Linked DNA regions of Sus scrofa: all the other regions are linked to region 1. The links are chromatin contacts, called in public Hi-C and HiChIP or PLAC-seq maps. All regions are on one chromosome and are shown on one strand. Each heading gives the region's core, a stretch centred on a gene start, on an enhancer-like site or on the middle of the called end of the contact. The rest is flanking DNA. Distances are from core to core; before and after follow the strand shown.

The links. A called contact is a pair of places that touch in the nucleus more often than the background predicts. HiChIP or PLAC-seq counts read pairs in DNA pulled down with a chosen protein or histone mark.
Region 2: a Hi-C map of subcutaneous adipose tissue shows a contact between it and region 1, with 5 times the contacts expected there. The contact joins the promoter of LOC100624218 here to the enhancer-like site in region 1. A contact is called at or near these places in 5 of 5 promoter capture datasets (fetal liver, fetal skeletal muscle, liver and 1 more), 32 of 47 Hi-C or Micro-C datasets (adipose tissue, alveolar macrophages, blood and 15 more) and 2 of 2 datasets of contacts at active chromatin or transcription factors (alveolar macrophages and skeletal muscle).
Region 3: an H3K27ac HiChIP or PLAC-seq map of alveolar macrophages shows a contact between it and region 1, with 2.4 times the contacts expected there. The contact joins two enhancer-like sites. A contact is called at or near these places in 1 of 5 promoter capture datasets (liver), 2 of 47 Hi-C or Micro-C datasets (embryonic fibroblasts and retroperitoneal adipose tissue) and 1 of 2 datasets of contacts at active chromatin or transcription factors (alveolar macrophages).

The regions. Positions count from the first base shown.
Region 1 is chr6:64,156,285-64,160,135 of Sscrofa11.1, forward strand. PRKCZ (protein kinase C zeta) reads left to right here. Exons shown (of 18, transcript NM_001204374.1): 17 at 1,655-1,770; 18 at 2,143-2,903. The coding sequence ends at 2,230. Among named protein-coding and RNA genes, the nearest start is that of FAAP20, 11 kb to the right of the region's middle. Within about 2 kb of position 2,092, at least 51 of the 83 cell types and tissues checked have an H3K27ac peak or open chromatin away from gene starts, as enhancers often do. A contact at or near this core is called in adipose tissue, alveolar macrophages, fetal liver and 6 more, where this site is marked.
Region 2 is chr6:64,298,726-64,302,576 of Sscrofa11.1, forward strand. LOC100624218 (MORN repeat-containing protein 1) reads right to left here and starts at 2,255. Exons shown (of 12, transcript XM_013988730.2): 1 at 2,080-2,255; 2 at 783-854. The coding sequence starts at 2,155. RER1 (protein RER1) reads left to right here and starts at 2,414. Exons shown (of 7, transcript XM_005655986.3): 1 at 2,414-2,583.
Region 3 is chr6:64,018,750-64,022,600 of Sscrofa11.1, forward strand. It overlaps CFAP74 (cilia- and flagella-associated protein 74), which reads right to left. Exons shown (of 40, transcript XR_002344845.1): 8 at 862-1,035; 9 at 521-634; 10 at 101-203. Among named protein-coding and RNA genes, the nearest start is that of CFAP74, 18 kb to the right of the region's middle. Within about 2 kb of position 2,257, at least 5 of the 83 cell types and tissues checked have an H3K27ac peak or open chromatin away from gene starts, as enhancers often do. A contact at or near this core is called in alveolar macrophages and retroperitoneal adipose tissue, where this site is marked.

The DNA.
Region 1 (3,851 bases), core at 842-3,341:
TGGGAACTCCTGAGTTTGAGTAGTTTTATGTGGAGTCTTGGAGTTTTCTACATCATGTCGTCTGCATACAGTGACGATTTTACGTCTTCTCTTCCCATGTGGATAGCTTTCTTTTTCTTGTCTGATTGCTGTGGCTGGGCCTTCCAGTACCATGTTGAGTAAAAGTGATGAGAGTGGGTATCCTTGTCTTGTTCCAGGTTTGAGCGGGAAGGAGCTGCTCAGCCTTTCTCCATTGAGTGTTGTCTTGGCTGTCGGTTTGTGATACGTGGCTTTTATTATGTCATGTTCCCTTTATACCCACTTTGGTAACGGTATTTAATCACGAATGGATGTTGGATTTTGTCAGATGCATTTTCTGCATCTATTGAGATGAGCATGTGGTTTTTGCCTTTTGTTAATGTGGTGCATGACGTTGATTGACTTGCGTGTGTTGAACCATCCTTGTGAACTTGGGATGAATCCCACTTGGCTGTGGTGTGTGATCTTTTTTATGTGTTGTTGGATCTGGGACAGTTCTGTCTTGGATGGAGACACAGGGAGGTCCCACTTGGGTTCCAGGCTCTGAGCTCACTCAGACCTTCCGGGGGAAGGCGGCAGCCAGCCCCAAGAGGCCTGGGTCGCGTCTCCTGCATCGAGCTGCTCCGAGCCCTGAGAGCTGAGGGGTCTGGGGGTCCGGGGAGCTGGCTCTGGTGTTTTGTCTTGCTCCCAGCCTCACAGTGGCTGCTGTTGGTGGGAACAGATCTGACAGGACGGCCGCACAAGGCATGGACCATGTCTGTCACTTATGGCTCTATCTGAGTTCTTGGGAGCACAGCACATGCCAGGTGGGGTCGGGAGAGAGGGTGTGGTGCTTCCTTGTGGGCGGCATGGCACTGAGCGGCTCTGCCCCAGCAGCCACCCCGCCCTCTGCAAGGCAGCACCGCATCTCAGCCTCCTGAGTGGCTGCTGGGCAGCCAGAGTCTAGATCCTGAGAAGCCCCGTCTCCTGCGGACAGAGCGTTTTGGGGGTTTGCATTCCTTTGGGAAGAGAAACGTGTGGGCAGAAATGACTGCTGATGGCTTGGCCGGGAGGAAGGGTCCCTCCTGAAGCACCAGGGTGGGCAGAGGGACATCCCTGCCTCATCCCGGCTCCTTTCTGAGGGTTCCAAGATTAAGAAAGGAAAACACTCCCACCTCCTATGGTTTAAGTGGAGAGGCTGCTGGGGGCACAGGCCCTGATGACCAGGGCTTCCTGCCACGGCCCCATCCAGGGACCGTGGGGCCTGCTGCCGGCACCTTTCAGCACAAGGAGGCTTTTTCTGACTTGAGAAAAATTTCTCTTTGACTTTAAGAAAAAACAATTGGCATCAAACATGAGGCCTATGTGGAGTTCCTGCAGTGGCTCAGGGGGTTAAGAAGCAGACAGTGTCCGTCTGTGGGATGTGGGTTCTGGCTTCCTCAGCAGGTGAAGGATCTGGCGTTGCTACAGGTCGCGATGCGGCTTGGATCTGGTGGTGCGGTGCCTGTGGTGCTGGCCTCAGGGGCAGCTCTGATTCAACTTCTGGGCCAGGAACTTCATTATGCCTCAGAGTCGCTGTCAAAAGCCATGAGAAAAAGGGTATTGTGCCCAAAATAGAGCTGGGCGCCGCTGGTCTGACTGGCCGCTGTCCTTCCAGCTGGGGAAGAAGCAGGCCCTCCCGCCCTTCCAGCCGCAGATCACCGACGACTACGGCCTGGACAACTTCGACACGCAGTTCACCAGCGAGCCGGTGCAGCTGACCCCGGATGACGAGTAAGACCCGCCCGGGGGGTGGTCCGGAGCCGCGGGGACCGACCCTGAGCCGCAGAGGGCACGGCGTCGGCGGGGCTCCTGCGGGATCTGGGGGGGGGGGATCCTGAGCTGTGGGGGTGGAGTCTCTCGCGGGGTTGGGGGGGAGGAGTTGGGGATGGGGTCCTGAGCTGCGGGGCGGGGCGGGGGCGGAGCCTCCCATGAAGGCGGGGGTGGGGATGAGCTGCGGGGGCGGGGGCGGAGCCTCCCATGGGGTCTGGGGCGGGGCTGCGGATCCTGAGCTGCCGGGAGGCGGAGTCTCGTGTGGGGGCCGGAGGTGGGCCCCTCCCCCCGGGGCGCAGGGTCCCAGCGCGCCTGCGCTCTCCGCGCCTGCAGGGACGTCATCAAGAGGATCGACCAGTCAGAGTTCGAAGGGTTTGAGTACATCAACCCGCTGCTGCTGTCCACTGAGGAGTCCGTGTGAGGCGGCCCTGGGCCCCGGGGCACCGCCGCCGGCGCCCCTGACTCTGCCCGTGACCACAGCGCATGCATGCCAGGCTGGGCCCGAGCCGGTCGCCCTCTCGTCCGGCTGCGCGGCCGCCGCGCGCTGGAGGAATTTGCTTCTCGTGCCTGCGCCGCGGAGACCCCGCGGTGACCGTGTCCAGGGAGAAACTGTCCCCCGATTTCGAAGGTGCACACTTTCCGCAGAACCAGAACGGACCTGCTCCGCCGGGAGAGGTAGCCTGTAATGTCCTGAGGAATAAAGTGTCCCGATGCTGACGAGGCTTCCCTTTGATGCCTTTTTTCCGCGGGTGGCACCGGCCCAGCGGTGTGGGCTGGGGACGGGAGCGAAGTGCCTGCAGGGACGCGCTGCCGCGAAGAGTTTTTACACATCCAGAACATTTTCTAAATGCCGGTAAGTTCCTGTTGTTAACACTGAACACATGTTTTCCCGCCGATCCTGGCAGGAGCCGCTGTGGTCTAACGCCCAGCTCACCCACGTGGGCACTGCTGGTCCCCACCAGAGCCTTAGACTCAGGAGGAAACTTGGAGTCTGGAGGCTCTAAAACACTGCTCGCCAAAGCCCCGGAGACCAAAAGAGAAAAAAAGAAAATTGGAAACTAAATCTGCACAAAATATATTTCTGAAAACACTAAGCAGTGCCTACCTGATGTCTTGTGTTATGTATCAGATTTTTGGAAAATATTTTTATGAGGAACAATGCTCAGAATTAGAAATTTTAGAAAGATGTATGTATGAAGGGCCCTAGCCTTACAGTTAAACAGTCAGAATACGCCCACGGGCTGCACCCTCCTGGCCCAGCTCACCTCTCACTCTGATCACCTGCAAAGAGCACCCAGTCACCCTCTTTCTTAGGGGAAAAGCCCAACCCAAGATTTTCTAGAAAGAGCTAAATCATGTGGGTTTTTTAAGTCCCTGGGCCATCGCATGTGGTGCGGGGATGGACAGAGTGTGAGCAGGGCTCCCCCCACCTGCCGGTCCATCTCCCTGCACCACGTGGCCCCCGTGCGGCTGGCGGCTCCGGGCAGATCATGGTGAGAAAAGTGACAAGAGAGAAACTGCTGCCCGGCTGTGACCCTCTGCTGCCTGGGCTCTCCCTCGGTCTCCTTGGGGTCAGGGCCCCTAGACCCTGGGCCCCTGGCCACCCAAGGTCACTGGACCCTCCGGCCCTGAGTGGGGTCCCAGCTGCAGAGCAGCATCTGTGGAGCGTGGAGATGTGTGGCAACCATCCCCCAGTGGGGACCCAGAGGACCTGCCTGCAGAGACTGACACATGGACCAGGGAGCAGAGCCAGAGCCGCCGTGGGCCTCGCAGGTGTGCAGCCTGGTGAGGCCATCCGGTCACAGACCCGCCATGAGGGCTACACGGTCACTTAAGACCAGTGAGCGTGGGACCTGCTGACATCGCCTGCAGTGGGCAGAGATCCTGCTGCGCCCAGGAAGGGGCCACAAATGGCCTCGGGAGCTCCCCTTTCTCCCAGCGGGGGGCTCTGAGTTTGTTCTGATCGAAGGCATTTCTTTCAGTGTCAAGGTGTCACCAAGTAGCTTCCCGGTTCCCACTGTGGTTGCTCGTGTGCAAAACGC
Region 2 (3,851 bases), core at 1,005-3,504, 140 kb after region 1:
GCCTGGAGGCAGGGATTTGGAGACTTCAGCACAAAAGTGAGAGACATTTGTGTGGCCAAAACACTACAGTGAACGTCAAAAGCTTAAAGATATCGACAATACTGGCAGCTGCGAGTTCCCGTTGTGGCTAAGTGGAAATGAACCTGACTAGGATCCAAGAGAATGCAGGTTTGATCCCTGGCCTCGCTCATCCTTGGGTTAAGGATCTGGCATTGTTGTGAGCTGTGGTGTAGGTCACAGAGGCGGCTCAGATCCCGCGTTGCTGTGGCTGTGGTGTAGGCCGGTGGCGGTGGCTCCGATTCGACCCCTAGCTTGGGAACCTCCATATGCCTCAGGTGTGGCCCTAAAAAGCCAGAAAAAGAGAAAATACTGGCAGCCGACAGATACAATAATAGGTCATAACACTGAAAGATCAGTCCTTCAGCAGAAAGTCGGAAGGACAGAGAGTGTGAGCAGACTGAACCCCAACCAGATGTCAATTGGGGGCCTAACCCGGAAAGACCAGGCCGACCTCTGCGGTGGACTCCAGGGACTTGCATGTGGTACCTGCTCTTCTCTGCTGTCTGTGTTTTCTCTCGAAAAAGGCAGTGTCTTTATCATCAGAAATGACAAGAAAGCCAGTTTTATTACCACCAGGGTGGCCGGCTGGGTCTTCAGCCCCACAGGCGAGGCCCTTCCTTGGCACTGGTGAGCTGAGAGCCCATCGTGGCTGGCACCTGGCGTGGCCCCAGCTCCTCGGGGCTGTGGCGCGGCCGAGGGGAGAGGCCTCCGGCCATCCTTACCGTGTTTCTTGCCTCCTTTCCATTCTCCTTCGTATCGAAAGAAGGAATTCGGGTAAACGTAGACTCCGTAACCTGAATATTGAAAGGAAGACACACAGGTGAGCACGTGGCACAGGTGACCCGGCTGATGATCAGCAAACAGTGAGGTGGGGATGGGCTGGGGGCTTCTCCAGGTGTCCGTGGCATCACCTCCGGCGAACTCTCCCCACAGGCTCAGTTTGGGTCAGGACTGGAACTGCAGCAAAGACCTGAGCAACTACTAGGTGTGCAGAGGTGGGGGAGGGGGCTGGGGCGAGCGAGTGCAGGGTCCTCGGGAGGCCTGGCGGAGAGCTTTCCTGGAGAGGGGACGTTTCAGCTGAGCCAAAGTAGCTGGGTGAAGGTGGGGGTGGGTAGGGGTGGAAAGAGCCCCCCATCTCTCTGCGGGGACCTCACTGCACCACATTCTCCAGACAAAAATCTACACCTGCACCTGGGAAGGGCCTGCCCCACTTCATTTCTTGCCACTCAGCTGCTGGGCACATCATCCCCCACGCCCAACTCCAGTAGTTCCTGGAGGGGGAAGGGCCCTCTCCCCACCATCCCTCCTGTTTCAAAACCAGATTTGGCGGGGGCGGCTCTAGGGAAGCTTGGGGTTGCCAGACTCGGTGTCTTTTGGCATCTGCTGTAAGCGAGGGTTGAGTTCTACCTGAAGTTAGTGGTATGGACTGGGATCGCTCTGTTCCCACTTCTTTGATGCTATGAACAACTCCTATCAAATGTCCTTCTGGGAGGTCCCATCCTGGCGGAGTGGAAATGAATCCACTAGGAACCACGAGGTTGTGGGTTCGATCCCTGGTCTCGCTCAGTGGGTTAAGGATCCGGCGTTGCTGTGGCTGTGGTGTAGGCCGGCAGCTGTAGCTCATATTAGACCCCCTAGCCTGGGAACCTCCATATACTACGGGTGCGGCCCTTCTCAACTGCGCGTTGGGGACGTCAGGAGGTGCGGTCCTGCGCCGGCCCGGACACCTAGGGCCGACTAGGGTTGCTCCTGGCTAGGTCTCCAGGACCCGGCCGGTTCTGCTACTCTGGGCCCGGGCCCCCGCCCACCCAGCGGGCACTGGGACCGTCTTCCCGGGCGTGAGGGCTGGGCGCGGGGAAGGAGCAGGTCGGGGGGCTCGGGGCCTCAGGTTCTGGCCCCGGCTCAGGACTCGGACTTCCCAAAGTGAACGTGAGGGGCCAGGGGCGCTCAGCGAGCTCCCAGACCTGCCCGCCTCCCTCCCACCACGACCGAGGCCTGGTAGGATGCGTCAGCGGTTACCGTCCTGCGGTGGCCGCCCTGGCGGGTCGCGGTCTGTCAGGCGGGAGTTCGTGCTCCCCTCCCTGGCAGAAGCCATCTTGCCGCTAGAGGTTTCCCTTAGCAACCTCACAGCCCTCCTCCATTGGCTCGTTGGTCGCGGGGGGCGTGGCCTGGTTTCAGTTTCTGGGCGTTACCAATCTCTGGAGCGGAACTCTCTGGGCCGGGAGCCAGAGGACGCGACTGCGGTTGCGCGGGACGGCGAATTTCCGCAGGTTACGTCCCTTCCGCCGACGCGACCGCCCCGCCAACGGCCTGGGCCCCCCGCACCGGAAGCGGAAATGGTTGGAGGCTCTCGGCCCCGCCCCGGCAGCCATCTTGGAGGGCCGGGAGGCGGCGCCGCACAGGACGGAGCGGAAGTGCTCGGCTGCTCGTTCTAGGACCGAGAGAAGCGCCGGCGCGGCCGCCACCCGCGTCCTCCTTCCCGCGGCCCTCGGGAGACCGCGCTCGGCCGCAGCGGACCGCGAGGTGCCGGCGGGCGGGACGGGCAGGGCGCGGGCCGGGGTGCTGGCGGCCGAGCGCAGGGCAGGGGCGGGCCCGGGGTCCCCGCGGTGACCAGACCCCCGCCCCCGCTGGCGTGTCCCGAGAGGGTTCCGCCGGCCGCCCCGGGCCGTGGGGCCTCGGTGTCCTGGCCGATCCAGGCTGGCCTGCAGGGTTTGGGTGGAAGCGTCGCGGTGGAGTTGGGTCGCTCGAGGTCCTGGCGATTCTGAATCGAGGATCCCAAGCGCTCGGGCTGACCCGGCCGACGGCGCCCCGCGTGCCTGCCCAGAGCTGCCCTCCGGAAACCTGCCCTGGGCACCTGGGGCTGGGAGTGTCCCAGGGCGCCTCCTCTCGGCCGGGTTGGTCTCCCACTTCGCAAGATGTGTAAGGTGGACGCCAGTAGGTGTGTGAGGGCTCCCAGGTCCTGGTGAGTGTAGGTGCCGTGTGATCAGGGCCAGGTGGAGACTGGAAAGTGGTTACGCGCAGGGGAGGGAGGAGCCGGCCGCGGGGCCTCGCCGAGTAGTACAGGGAACGACATCAGAGGTTGAAAGTGTGGGAAATTACTCTGCTGGGAACCCAGGAGGAATGAGGGAAGGGGCGCTGCAGTGAACTGCAAGCTTGTGGGAGCCAAGCGGTGGCTGACCTGGGCGCCAGGCAGGCCTGCTCCTCTGCCCTACGTGCTGTCTGAGCAGGGAGAACCACTCCACAAACAGGTGCAATGATGGCTCTGGACCTATAGGCCCAGGAGGGTTTGGCTACAACTTCAGATGTGATCCTCATGGCCTCTGTTGGGGTGGATTTTGGGTTTGTTTTAACCTGTGACATAGGGAGGTTCCCAGGCTAGGGGTCGAAGTGGAGCTGCAGCTGCCAGCCTTTGCCCCAGCCACAGCAACACCGGATCCTTAACTCACTGAGCGAGGCCAGGGATCAAACCTGCAGCCTCAAGGATCCTAGGCGGGTTTGTTTCTGCTGAGCCACAGCGGGAACTCCTGGGATGATTTGTTGATCTTGCTTTTTCCTCTGTTCCTCGTGGCCGAGCCTGAAGCCTTTAGGTCCGGCAGCACTTCCCCACCCCACTGGCTAAGTGGCCGGCCCTTGTAGGCCATAGGGCCCAGCAGTGGACCGGCCAGGACTCCCCCTGGAGGAGCTTGCCTCCTAGCGGGAGGGAGCAGAGAAATGAAGTGGAGAGCAGTCGCAGATGATTGTCCCACAAAAGAAAACAGGGTGACATGAGCTAAGGGGCTGGGCACAGAGGG
Region 3 (3,851 bases), core at 1,007-3,506, 140 kb before region 1:
GCCTGAGGGTCCTGCCTGGATGGATATCCTGCCTGGACCGGCTCCCGAGGCTGTGGGGAGCCAGGAGGGGCCCGGGGCGGCTTCCGAGCGGGGCGCCTACCCGGCTGGCGGCGATGCTGTTCTTCAAGGCCAGCACCGCGTCCATGCGCCTCTGCACGTGCTCGCGGGACGCCAGCTCCGCCTTTCTCTCTCGCTCATGGACCCTGGAGGGGTGGCCTGGTCACGAGGACGGGCAGCCACGGGGCTGGAGGAGCCCGGCCTGCTAAGGACACGGCTAAGCCGTGGCCGTTAGCGTGGGAGGGAGCTGCGCGGCCCCGAAGGCGCCAGAACCCCGCGAAACCTGTTCTCTAGACTGGAGGCGCCTTCTGAACGCAGCAGCAGTGGCTCAAAACCAGAGACGCCCGTCTGGCCTTGGTGGACGACACGGCGATAAATACCAGAGGGTTTCCATACAAGGCAAGTGACCCACTCTGGCGGGTCTGCCCCCCACAGATGGCAGGAGGAGAGAGAGTCGACGCACCTTCCCAGGGAGGCCTTGAGGAACTTCATGGCCACGCGGTGGTTCTGCTGGGCGTCCGCCACCAGCTTCTGGTGCCTCAGCCCGAGCTCCCTCTGCAGGTGCATGGATTTCCTGCTGGGACGCGGGGCGGTGGGAGCGAAGCAGGGAGAGCACCCTCAGCGTCGGTGCTCGGGAGGGCTGCCCCAGGCCACGGCAGGTGGGGACGGCCCCGAGGGCGCGGCCGGGCCCCAAGGGAGCGGCCGGGGCAGGGGAGTAAGGTCAGTGAGAGCGGGTTTAGCTGGGGAGCAGGCGGGCAAGGGGAGGACGTGGCGAGGCTGGGGGACGGCGGGGCTGGCACCCACCGGATCCGCAGCAGCTGGTTCCTCTCTGCCTTCCCCGCGGCCTCTGTCTCCTGGCGCAGCTGCTTGGCCGTCCGCTCCCGGAGGCACCTCCCAGTGGCCGCGGCCTCCTCTCGCACTGACTTCCAAACGTCCTGCAGCTGTCTCTCCTGGGTCTCGAGGTGCCACATGGTGCTCCTTGCAAACAGGAGGCGCTTCTGCTTCAGTCGGCAAAGGGCTTGGCGGCTGGGGCACACCCTCCCCACCGCGTTCACCCCGGGATCCAGTACCTGCACCCCCCCCCGGCTCTGTCCCTACTGTCCTGCTGGGCCCGGGCTGCCTCCCGGTGACATGGAAGCCCTGGCCCTGGGACGCGGTGACCGCCCTGACGGCCGCCACACGCTTCATGCTCTGCTTCCATCAGCCTCTCGTTTCCGCCGGGACAGCGGCTCCCAAGGCGGTTTTCTTCTGTTTGGCTGATGACCGAGCCCCCAGCACAGGTGCCTTGCCAGCAGCCCTCCAGTGGGAACAGTACCAGGCGCCCCTTGGGGACAGTGGGCGCCAGCAGCGCGGCCTGCCCTGCTCAGCCCACACTTGGGGGTCCCCGCCGACGTCGCTGCGGACTGGGGTGCCCTTGAGCAGCAAGTCCCCGCTGGGATCTGTTTCAAGGGCAGGCTTCCGGTGGGCATGGCCGAGGGAGGGCTGGCAGGGGCAGCTCTGCGGACACCAGCAGGCCTGGAGGGGTGGCTTCTCTGCTGTTGGGGATGCCCTGTTCCTAAGGGAGCAGGGGCAGAAGGCCCTTTTCTGCCCGGCAGGGGCCCTCTGAGCTGGGAGCTGAAGCTGATGGCTGGACCCAGAGAAAAGAGAGGCCACCGCGCCCAATGGGGCGGGGGGGACGATTCGGAAGGGAGGTCAGGCGGAGACCCTGCCCTGCCCAGCAGTGAAGCAAATGGACTGGGGAGCCCACAGGGGTGGAGGGGAAAGTGTCGGCCAGGGGCCAGAAAGCTTGTGTGAGTGGAGAAGCTGGGCCCACAGGGTAACAGGCTCCGCTCTGCGCAGGGCTGCTGGCGGAGGAGATGCACGGGGACCACGTGACGTGCATTCTCTTGCATGTAAATGCACGTTAAACAGGAAATGGGAAGTTCCCCTTATGGCTCAGTGGGTTAAGAATCCGACTAATATCTGTGATGACGCGGGTTTGATCCTTGGCCTGGCTCAGTGGGTTAAGGATCCGGTGTTGCCGTGAGCTGTGGTGTAGGTCGCAGACGGGGCTCAGATCCCGCATTGCTGTGGCTGTGGTGTAGGCCGGCAGCTGCAGCTCTGATTTGACCCCTAGCCTAGGAACCTCCATATGCTGCATATGCGGCCCTAAAAAGAAAACAAAAAAACCAAAACCAAAACCAAAACAGAGAGCGAGAGAGAGCGCCAAGCGAGCAAAAAAGGAAATGGGCAGTCTGGCAGCAGCCACGCCTGCAGGAGGAGGGGTGGGCGGGTGGGCTCGTGGGGCCAGGGCCACGAGGGGAGGGGTCCGGGCTGTGGGCAGCCTGGCAGCGTCAGCAGACTGGTACGTGGAGGGACGGAGAAATGAGTGAAAACATCGAGGATGAGGAGAGGCAGGTTTCTGACGGTCCGAGAGGTGAGGTCCTAACCAGACAAGTGAGAGGTTTTGCCGGAAGGAGAAGGTGTGAACTGCTGGCTTCAGGACAGACGGGTGCACCCCCGGTCCCAGCTCTGTCTGGGTGATGCCTGGAGCAGCAAGGCCCTAGTAGCCACGGGTGCACAGAGCATCCGGCCCATGTTCCTAACCAGCATTCCTCCCCCAAAGAAACCAAGGCTCCAGACAGCCGGCTGGGTCCAGGACCGGGGTGGACAAGAAACGGGCTCAGACCACGTTGCTGTGCCCATGGGCTCAATGACAGGGACGTGGCAAAAGCACGCAGGACCCAGCCTGAAGGAGGTCCCACTGGCCAAACTGGGGGTGACAGGAGCATCAGAAAAACAGCGATGGAGTCGGTTACAACCCACTGAGCGAGACGGAAGTCGGAGCGTCCACGCAGTACCTAAACAATCGCGCAGAAGACAGCGCTGTCCTGCGGGACGTTTTAGGAGCGACGGATTCGAAGAGCGCCCTTGGGCCGCCGTTGCCACGGCGGATTCGGGCGGGAGCATCAGTCATTCGGGGCCAGGGTGTGAGAGGGATGCGGGTGCGTGAGAGACACCCGCGGTCCCCACCGCAGTTGGGTCAGCAAAGCCCCCGCCCCTGGAAAGGGGACTGGCAGCCACCGAGTGCCTCGCTGGGGGGCACCATGTGGGGGTGTCCAGGCCATGGTCCCGAGGAAGCAGCGCACAAACAACACGGGAGGGGCCTTTCCTGGCCCCAGAGACAGGGTCACGAGAGCCACGGAGGGCTGAGGGCGTCCTAACCCGAGGCTGGACAACTCCACGGGGAGTGAGGTGGCTCCAGGGTGACGGGGACATGGGGACGTGGGGACACGAGGGTTCCTTGCGCTGTTTTTGCAACTCTTCCATGAACTAGAAATTGTTTAAAAATTCAGACTTTTTTTTTTTTTTTTTTGTCTTTTGTCTTTTTGTTGTTGTTGTTGCTATTTCTTGGGCCGCTCCCGCGGCATATGGAGGTTCCCAGGCTAGGGGTTGAATCGGAGCTGTAGCCACCGGCCTACGCCAGAGCCACAGCAACGCGGGATTCGAGTCGCGTCTGCAACCTATACCACAGCTCACGGCAACGCCGGATCGTTAACCCACTGAGCAAGGGGCAGGGACCGAACCAGCAACCTCATGGTTCCTAGTCGGATTCGTTAACCACTGCGCCACGACGGGAACTCCTTTTTTTTTTTTTTTTTTTGTCCAGACTTTTTTTAAAGTCAGTGGTGGATGCAATGATCTGCCAGAGGCAGGGCGGCCGCCCGGGCAGGAGCTGGTCGGCGGTGGACAGAGCTGCCGGCACAAGCACGGTGTCAAGCACTGGACAGCGTGCAGCCACCTCTGCCCGGGGA